Linked DNA regions of Bicyclus anynana: region 2 is linked to region 1. A link is a contact called in public Hi-C data. All regions are on one chromosome and are shown on one strand. The core of a region is the stretch at or near the end of the contact, and the rest is flanking DNA. Distances in the headings are between cores, read along the strand shown. Region 1 holds the start of LOC112053793 (clustered mitochondria protein homolog). Region 2 overlaps LOC112053793 (clustered mitochondria protein homolog).

Evidence for each region. A called contact is a pair of places that touch in the nucleus more often than the background predicts.
Region 2: a contact with region 1 is called in a Hi-C map of whole body, with 2.4 times the contacts expected there. The contact joins the enhancer-like site here to the promoter of LOC112053793 in region 1. A contact is called at or near these places in 2 of 2 Hi-C or Micro-C datasets (whole body and whole larva).

Annotation. Positions count from the first base shown.
Region 1 is chr14:9,154,487-9,159,913 of ilBicAnyn1.1, forward strand. LOC112053793 (clustered mitochondria protein homolog) reads left to right here and starts at 2,736. Exons shown (of 24, transcript XM_052885647.1): 1 at 2,736-3,008. The coding sequence starts at 2,888. It overlaps LOC128198766 (a long non-coding RNA gene), which reads left to right. Exons shown (of 2, transcript XR_008251469.1): 2 at 1-994.
Region 2 is chr14:9,194,027-9,199,453 of ilBicAnyn1.1, forward strand. It overlaps LOC112053793 (clustered mitochondria protein homolog), which reads left to right. Exons shown (of 24, transcript XM_052885647.1): 14 at 1-248; 15 at 902-1,104; 16 at 3,276-3,482; 17 at 4,189-4,422; 18 at 5,235-5,317. Among protein-coding and RNA genes, the nearest start is that of LOC112053792, 18 kb to the right of the region's middle. Within about 2 kb of position 3,350, at least 2 of the 8 cell types and tissues checked have open chromatin away from gene starts, as enhancers often do.

The DNA of each region.
Region 1 (5,427 bases), core at 1,486-3,985:
AATAAATAAAATCTTTTTATGTCTTCATACATTAAAATACGTAAAACTTGGCTACGTCATAATTATAAATATGTATTAATGTATTATGTACGTCATTATATAAATTTATTATTATGTATTAATTTTCGTTAAAGAGTAGTAACCCCAGAGTTATAGGAAATACTGCCAAGCACCCATTATAATCAAAACTACTATTCCGGTAAAACCATGGTCAAGTCTGCTAGTAATATACATATAATTAAGTATAAGTCCTAACAAATCTGCCTCCTGTGATATCCTGTCCTTTTTGTACTTTTAATTAGAAATCTTGCTCTTTGTATTACATTCTAATGTATATTGTAAAAAAATTGCTAAATTTGTAAAAAAAATGTTTAATACTGAAACAATGTGGGATTTTCACAATATTGTACGTGCTTTGTGTTTTTATTGTTTTTAAAACTATAATTTTGCAAAACTCACAATCTTTGTTTTGTATGACAATAAATTACATAATTTTTAGGTAACCTTACTTACACTTACTTATTTTTATTATAATGGTCTCTGATCCGGCATTAGAAATATATACCCTCATATGTTTTTAGTGATGATAAATAATATTTACAGAGACACATTATAAAGAGGTTGCCTATTATACTTAAGTTAAAATGATTGTTTTATAATTAATAATTTACAAGGTTATGAGTTAAGGTTACAACAATATTATGTTGATTCTGTTACACTGTTCTGTCTCAAATTTATTTGTTTATTGAATCCTCATAATGTTATAGAAAAACAATATGTAAGTGATTTTCCAACAGCCTAAAATTTGTATGTACACAATATTTGTAATTTTGGGGATTGTGAATGATAATTACAATTGTAAATAATGTTTTTTTTTTAAAGAGCAACCACTGAGTTTCTTGCCGGCTCTTAGTAGAATCTGCCTTCCGAACCGGTGGTAGTCACTACACAATTAACAGACAATAACAAAATAAATAGATTTAAATACATTAAAGGCTTTTCTTTTCCTTAAAATCTAACAAGTAAATATAAATTTAGGTGCACTAGTAGTGTAAGAGAAAACCGGAAATTTCTAAAATCGGTACATTAAAAAATCTTCAACAAGTGTGTGTGTCAGCACTAATTTCTCTAATTACGATTTTTGCACATCCCTAATTTTACTACGATTTATATGCATGTGTTGAATTAGAAAGAGATGGGACTTTCCCCCCACATTTAATTTTTTCCCAAGTGTAAAAGAGAGGTCCGAGAAATTTATGAATGACATTTTTATACACACATACAAAATTTCTAACCAGCACAAAGCTTTGTTCTGAGTCAGAGGTCTGCTTCATTTGTGGTCTGTGGTTCAAACCAAAGATTACAATGTATTATTGGATTCAAACATCAAACCACAGATTTCTTAGATACATAGTTACGGTGTCAAAAGATAATACATCAAACGAATCTATTATCTATGTATCTAAAAAACGAATCATAAAGTCCTATACAAATGCACAGAGCCACAGATTGATGTAATAGTTTCGTCTTCGACCATTAATATCAGGACCTGCCTCGCTGGCCCTTAACCCTCTGACAAAGATCAAAAATCAATGATCTAACGCGTTTATAAAAATTGTTGCTATAGAATCGATGTTCCATTGTTGTAATCATTTTCGTCGTGTAAATAACTCCCTAAAAATACCGGTTTGTGTAGTTGAATAGCATAAAAACGGCCAAAAACTTGTAGTTTAGTAAAAGATGGAGTAACGTTACATTTGTAAGTATTTCAAACATAATTTTATCAAATTTGTAATAAAAACAATTTCTTAAAAGAATCGATTCTTTGGAAGGCATAGCAAAAAATCGATCAAATAATCGAACATTCTATGTATTCTTTGGATAATCTAAGCGATGTGTTGGTGAGCCTGTGTAAAATTACGCGTGTGTGTATTGCGAGTCAAATATATAGTTGTTGTAGTGTATGGACACAGAATACATTTAATGGTGTTAAATGTTTTCGATGTGTGAGTTTACCTCGTCCCCCCTCAAAAAACGACAGACGATTTTGTTGGTGAATTCGGGTGCGAAACAGGTCCATAGTCTAAATAATCAAAGTACTTAATATTTTATTGACTGGAACTTTGACACCTAATAATTATGTATCTAAGGACTGGAAACTTGTACTGACTCTTAAATCTATGGACTGGAATATTGGAAGTGTCAGTGACTAACAACTAAACTAACCCAAAAGATTTGCTACATGAAGTGTCAAAATTAAATCGGATACATTGGATTTTAATCAATACTTTGAGTACCAGCTTAGACCTCAGACAAATTATCTAACTCCTCTATGTTGGCAGCCCTGGTTCAATGATGGTTAACTTTCTCTGTCAACGGCGAACATAGCAAAGCTCTGGAGTCTGGACGTACTGTGAAGGTTTGAATCTGTCAAAATCATAACAAACTTAGGTATAAAAAACAAGAACTCAGAGCCGTAAAACCAGTTTAAAAAAAACTAACCACAGAGTGACTAACAAAATTATAAATATGACCTCTATTGAAAATAGGTGTAAATTGTACATTGCTGGTTATATATCATTATTATGTTCAAGAACTGTAACTAAACAGTAATGTACAAACAATATTGTAAAAATCCAATACTATACAAACTTATGGTAGGAATTTGCTATCCAATAAAATTCCGTTGTCTTGTAAAATGAAAAAGTCAATACGCATTTCGCTATTCTCATATTTAGTCGGCCTATAGGCGAACTTCAACCTGCGCTCTAGAGTCTAAATTGGCTGTAGGAAATTGAACTCTATTCGTACCGCATGTGCTCTTTCAGCTGAGTGTGGGCCGTGCTTGTCGCGGTCAGTTGGTGCCGGATTAATTCCTCGTGTTGTTATGGCTCTCGGTAGTGAAGTGAATGATGATAATGCTACGAAACAAACTTCACAAAAAGTGAAAAAATGCCCTGTAACCAGCGCCCTAAACGAAAAAAGTGCTAGCGAGAATGTTAACAAAGGTAAGGTTTTCAATGGTCATGCCCTCAGTTATGTAACATTGAGTATGTAATGCACATTAAATAAAGAAAACGCATCATTTTGTTTAAATTATCATCAATTGCAAACCAGTCATGTGACATAAAACATGTGATCGAATTTTTACATTTGTCAAAAACATTTATCACTTGCGTTTTACGCATATTTCCACTTCTAGTTGGAATTTAGTCGTCAATTTCGATTGTTGTAATTTCCTTAATATAAATTAAACTAATATGGTTAATAGCTATAAAGATTTTTTCCTCATTGTGCGATACCACATGGTCTGAAACATCTTTCCATATTACACAACACACATAATTATTACATAGTGTGTTATTCTGTTCTTATAATATTTGAGTGCCTAATACCTTGGTTAATAAGTATTTATGTATATGAGCTTCTTATAATATGTAATAATTAATGACTACTCATAATGGCAAACAGTATTTAACTAATCAGTAGTATAATTTAATAGTGGCTCTAAAATGGTTTGTATGTTTGATGATTATAGCTGGTTCCAAGTTTAGGTCTGATTTTAACATGATTAAGTTACTGGTAGATAAGAAAATAATATTGTCACTTGTAAAATATTATTCATATATGAATAAGTTTTTCAACTGATTTTGTTAATACATTTGTTGAAGTAGGTCATGTGTTCTGATAAGCAGTAATAAATCAATTTAATCAATCTTAGAAAACTAATATTTGCTTTGAATGATTTACTATCATATTGTGTTATTATGAGATGTAAAACTTACTTTTTTATAGGCATTCATCAAATCCTGTAAACTTTATTATGAAGAAAAAGTTGTTCTTTCTTCTTTTAGTAGCATTATTTTTTATATTTAAATTACCTGGAAATGTTGTTCTGCTTAATAAATTTGGTTCATAAAAATCCTGATTTTAAAAATAGGGAGTAAGTGTACAAGGGTAATAAATACTAAATGTATAAAAATATCATTTTAGAGGAATGTAACCACATACAATTTAATTTACCTATTGAAAAAGTTACCCACTATAAGGCCTAGTTCGGACTAGGAACTTTAGTGTTCTAGTCAAGTACGAACAATTTTAGTAAGTAGCCTATAACATATGTGGTAATTTTAGTGTAGAAGTTTTTACTATGCTAAGTTAAAAAAATCACCAAAACAGTTTTAAAGTCGTATACTAGCATCACAAAACAAGTAAATTTATGAATTTACCTGAGTCGACTGATTTTTTTGCACAAGATAAGATATATTTATTAAGCTTTGTTTTCTACTACTAGCTGTGCTATAATTATTATTTTTAATTTTAGTCTGGCTTTACATTTTTATTTAAAGTTTATAATTTATTTTCATGTCATTGTATCAAATGTTATTATGGTGTATATTCTACTTATAAAAAAAATATTGAAATCCATTATTGTTTCAATCCACTAAAATGCTTTTTAATAATTATGGATCACAGAATATATTAAAAGTAAACTTGCTAAAACTGAGCCATATTTCTTTGCTTGTAGAGTAGCTACTTATACTATTTGTACTAATTGTAATATCATCAGAATAATAATTAGCCATAATTGTAATTGATCAAGATGGTTCTTGAACCTCAGGGTATTGCACAATATTTATTTAACAAAAGTCTAAAGTCTAAGGTAGGTAATTATATCACAAACATCAATTTTAGTTAATACTAGTGGACGCCCGCGACTTCTTCCACGTGAATATAGATGTATGCTTTCACCCCTTCTATTTATATTTATCTAGAAGTATACTCTTCCAACCAAAAAAAAGAATTTTCAAAATAGGTTAATAAATGACCCAGATATGAGATAACAAACATTAAAAAAATAAATGTTGTGTGCACTTGTCGTAGATGTACGTATAAGTCAATGTGAGCTAGTTATATATTATTTGTGTATGTCTCTATATTTATATTGTAAGTGTACGTAAATAAATAAAACATACACATTGAATTGAAAACCTCCTCCTTTTTTTATGTCAGTCAATAATTAGAAAGAAAATAATAGAAAACATAATAAACAAGTATGTCCAAAAGCAGTCTTATTGCTTGTAGCAATTTCTGCCAGACAATCTTTGGATACAGGAATTTTGCATTTTAAATCATTTTGAACTAGCAGATCCAATTTCAGTTTTTTACAAATCTTAAAAGACAGAGGAATCATGGAATTTTTCCACAATAGAAAACTGTCATATATTTTAATCCCATCTACATTCCAAATTTCACCCAAATCAGTGCAGTAGTTTTTGTGTTAAAAAGTAATAAACATACATACAAACTTTTGCTTTTATAATATTAAGTACCTTACTAAATACCTTTACTAAATAAAATAAAGGGATATACTTATGCCATAGTAAAATGAACCAGGGAACTCAACTTGATTGTTATCTATAGATA
Region 2 (5,427 bases), core at 2,100-4,599, 40 kb after region 1:
TAGCAAGAGTCAGGATAAGGAAATTAAGGATAAGAAACAAAAGAAAGAAGAGAAAAAGGAGAAGCTAGACACTGCCAAAAAAGACGATTCACAAGAAACGGAACAAACGGAAAAATTAGAAATTAAGGAAAAAGATGATGAATTGCTGCTCAATGAAAACTATTCGGAAATCGATACAGATGTTGCCAAAAAAATTGTTGAGAGCATAACAGATTCAATATGTAGTGGAGACAAACAGGAAAATGATTGTAAGTAAAGAATCATATAACCTTTTATTGCATGACAATAACTTATTAACTTTTAGCAGACTAACAGTACATTATATAAACGGTAATTATAGTTCATTGAAATTGTAAATTCTTTAATTAAACTTACAGGTTAACTCAGTGTGTATTAAATGTATCTATACTAATACTATAAAGGAGAATGATTTGATTGTTTATTCGCATTGAATAGGCTCTGGATTGATTTGTAAAAAAAAATCACAATTTTTTTAATTTTCATATTCTAACTTAACCTAACCTAACTTTAAATTTGACAAAATTATTTATAATTAACAATAACAACATTTTATAATGGCAGAATAGTTTAAAAAAATTAAGAAACGCACTGGCCACTTCTCCGATTTTCTTTCTTTTCCTTTTTTCTTTGATTTGTCCATTGTAATTTTTTACCATTTTTATTATATTTTTGTAACTCTATGGTAAATTCATCCTGATTAACAATGTAACGGTTTCACTTCGATAGATTATAGTATACCGAAAAATAACACTTTAAATTGTAATCAGTATGTTCAGTTCACAATATATCGACAGATTGCAATATCGCGAGTGAGATTGTAAACTAACGTATTTTACAATTTAACGGTGACACATACATTGATGTCCACGTAATGTTGTAGCCGGGGAGCGGTCCCGCGCCGTGGTGGCGGCGGCGGCGCGCGCGGTGGCGTCGCTCAAGGAGTCGGAGTTCGACGTGCGCTTCAACCCCGACGTGTACTCAGCTGGCATCAAGCACGCTGCCTCGCCCGAGCAGCTCGCCAAGCAGCGCCATCTGGTGAAGGAGGCGGCCGCCTTCCTGCTCACCACGCAGATACCGGCCTTCGTGAGTACTTACCTTCGACCATTAATAACAGGACCTGCCTCGCTAACTGTTACCCCTCTGGCAAAGATAAAAAATAAATGATCTAACGCGTTTATAAAAACTGTTGCTATACAATTGATGTTTCATTGTTGTAATCGTTTTCGTCGTGTAAAGAGCTCCCTAAAAATACCGGTTTGTGTTGTTGAATGGCATAAAAAATTATGCCATTCAACAACACAAACCGGTATTTAACCGTAATGGAGTAACGTTTCGTTTGTAAGTACTTCTACCGTAATTTTATCAAATTTGTAATAAAAACAATTTGTAAAAAGAATCGAATCTTTTGACGGAACAGCAAAAAATCGATCAAGTAATCGAATATTCTATGTATATATTCATAATATAAAAAAAGTCCATAGTCTAAATAGTCAAAGGTACTTACAGTTACGATATATTAGTGCTTGACTGCGATCTACTTGATGTTAAGACAGATTATAGTATGTTTCGTAGTAAAGAAATTAGTTTTAAAAGTGTTGCAAAGTTTAAAAAGTGTAGTGTAAAAAAATAATAGTTAAATATTAAAAATTGATTTAATAGTCGGTTTACGGAAAATAATTTAACGTTATGTGATAACGTCATAAGTAAATATTGATGAAAATTCGCATATTTTTATAAATTGAATGGAATTATTTCATTTAATACAAAGAATGTGTTAATTCAAAATTACAATTTTTCTATAAATTACGTCACAAGGGAAACGCTTAGGTCTTTGTGCCTCTCTATCGCTTGCTCTGCGGTTTAGCTTGAGTTAGAGGTAGCTAGGTAGAGGCGTGACACTTTCGTGCGTGCAGCCGGCATTCATCGATTTTTAAGACGTTATCATCTCAAAAAATGCAATGTGAAATGCTCAGACCAATTATAGAAGGACCTGTATCGCACGATTGTCACGAACAAAATTGTCCGTCATTTTCTGAGGAAAACGAGCTTAGTTTTTGTATATATCTTATACTAAACTAGAAGTTTTTGCCCGTTTTTTACACAATTCAATTACACAAAAACTCTCTCACTCTTTAACCGCCGAACACAAACAAATATTAAACATTGATTCTATAGAGACAGTTTTTATAATCGCATTAGATCGTTGATCATATACTTTGACAGAAAGTGACGTCTAGCGAGGCAGGTCCTATACAATAATTGGTCTGAGATGAGAGTTGATACTGTAGTCCGGTGCACTTGGTTGTATGATACTTGAAGAATATGAACTTCAGTGGGGCGCTCATATAGAAAAACTGTCTGGAAAACTTAGCTCAGCTGCATTTGCAGTGAGAAAAATAAGACAGTTTACTGATGTTGATACAGCTAGACTTGTTTATTTTGCGTACTTTCACAGCGTAATGTCTTACGGTATTTTGTTGTGGGGCAAGGCTGCTGATATACATTCTATATTTGTACTTCAAAAAAGAGCAATTCGAGCAATATATCAACTAAAATCACGCGAGTCCCTTCGGCAAAAGTTTAAAGAAATAGGCAATTTAACAGTAGCCTGTAACATAACAGTAAAGTTTATGTAACACAAAATATTACATAACATAACAGTAACATAACAGTATAGTTTATGTAAGACAAAATATTACATAACATAACAGTAAAATAACAGTATAGTTTATGTAAGACAAAATATTAATTTGTACAAACGAAAAAGAGATTTAAACCCACGTCTTACTAGACACGGGCATAAGTTAGTTATTTCTGCATATCGTCTCCAAAAAGTAAAAAAATCTTTTGTGGGTTTGGGTGTACTCTTATGGACTGCTGGACTTGCCAATGCACAACTTTAAGCAATGTGTTAAAAAACATTCACTTAGTCGGTTACTACACTATTGATGAGTTCCTTAACGATAAAGGTGCTTGGAGGCCATTGGATCAGCTTCCACCTTCACACAGGAAATAAAACTATAAGAAATTGTAATTTAATTGTTATCAAATGTAAATTGTAATACTGTATGACTTTTTCAAAAGAGCAACTGTTGAGTTTCTTGCCGGTATCTTCTCAGCAGAACCTGCCTTCCGAACCGGTGGTAGAATCTTTACAAATAGTCAACTGACGTGTCAAAAGTGCTTGTAAACTGAGCCTACTTGAAATAAATGAATTTTGAATTTGAATTTGAATTTTGAACTGTATCTGTTAGGTGCGCGAATGTCTCGAGCACACGTCGGCGCCGATGGACGGCGCGGGGCTGACGGAGGCTCTGCACGCGCGCGGCATCAACGTGCGCTACCTGGGCCGCGTGTGCGCCGCGCTGCGCCCGCACGCCAGCCTCTCCTACCTGCACAGCATCGCTGTCGCCGAGCTGCTGCTGCGCGCCGCCAAGCACGTCTACACCGCCTATCTGCAGGTACACCCGTCACTTTAAATAAATATAAATATACTTAAACAATACACATCACTATCGCATTATCTCTACTTTGTTACTGTATTATCTCTACTTTTGTTTGATTAATATCATTATTTTATTGAAGTAAAACTTCCTTACGCTTGATTTGACTAATTTGGCACATCCAGCGCTACTGAAAGTACATGTACCATCTACAGGCATAGCAAAAAGTGTTTATTATTTGACGGCCTCCGTGGCGCAGTGGTAAGCGCGGTGGATTTATAAAACGGAGGTCCTGGGTTCGATCCCCGGCTGGACCGATTGAGGTTTTCTTAATTGGTCCAGGTCTGACTGGTGGGAGGATTCGGCCGTCAAGTTACCACCCTACCGACAAAGTCGTACCGCCAAGCGATTTAGCGTTCCGGTACGATGTCGTGTAGAAACCGAAAGGGGTGTGAATTTTCATCCTCCTCCTAACAAGTTAGCCCGCTTCCATCTTAGATTGCATCATCACTTACCAAGAGCTAACTTGTAAAGGATAAAAAAAAAAAAACTACCGGTAGATGGCGTTCTTACAGAACTTTGAAACAAACCCTTTTTATACACTTCAAGAGCCTTTTGCGATGCAGTTATGCCTGAGTCTCATAGATGGCGCTTTGTTTTTATTTTTAAAGAAGTTTACAGTTTACTCGTATTGTTATCACGGACATGCATGGTGTTTATGCAGGGTTGCGAGGCCATGTGCACGAGCGCGGCGGTGTCACACTTCCTGAACTGCTTGCTGGGCGCGGTGGCGGCGCCGGCGCCGGGTGCGGCGGAGGCACCCGCGCGCGCTCCCCGCTCGCGAGGCCGACGCGCCAAGAAGACGCACCACGCGTCGCCTGCCTCGCCGCCGCCCTCTCCCGACTGGCAGAACGTGACGCCGCGCTCGCTTTTCGCGCAGATCAAACAGGAACTCAAGGTCTTTAAATATTTTTTTTTTAAAGAGTATTTGCCATATCTTTTTAAACATGACTAATATTCCCATTCCCCTCCAACGTCGGGAAAAACTGTATTAGGAGTGGGTACGACAATAGACCAACGGGGCGGGGATCGAACCACCTCGGTGATGAGTCCAACCGTTTGTCCAAAGTTTTTACCGTTGAGCTATTAAGGCTATAAACTATGTGCACTTGTTCTACTTGTACATACCAACAAAAATGCATTTTTGATTATAAATAATCTAATATGAGGCAATTAATTTGAAAATTGAATTAAATAACGAGAAAGGTAGTGTAACGTGACGTTGCTACCAACAACAGTGATTGTACAATTATTTTTTGGTAGAGGAAACACTTCGAGCAGGTCCCAGGACTTGTGACCTTGGGAGTAGGTTTAGGGGATCCCTTTAGAATGTATTAATACTCACCTTCCCTGCCCGACATGTTCTGCATGCCCACACTAAACAATTTATGATAAACAATAATTACAACACAAAACATTATTGCACAAAATCACTAACACGAATGGCAGCGTAACAGTGTCTACCTGCCTAACAAACAACTGAACCCAAGTCATCAAATATAACACTGATCCTCCTCTCTACATTAACATAAATAATTAATGTTAATACCACCTGTAATCGAGTAACTTGTGACAGTAGGTCATGAAATACTTGTTGTTTACAAGCCTACTAGAAATCAATGTAATTCAAAAAATATTATATTTTTTAAATGCTGCACCTGTAGCAAGATATTGTTCATAGTTTAACTTCTGTTTATTAATATATTTCAGGCCTATTGGGGATATGATCTAAATGCTGAAAGCATGGATGTAGTCATTGAAAAACACAATCTACAAAAAATATCATTGCTTAGGTAAGTTTAATTACCCTGGCTGACCTGACAAACGTTATTCAATTATATTGAAAATCAGGGTGAAGGGGAAGTCATTGAAATGAACTTATTTGAAATTTATTTGAAATTAG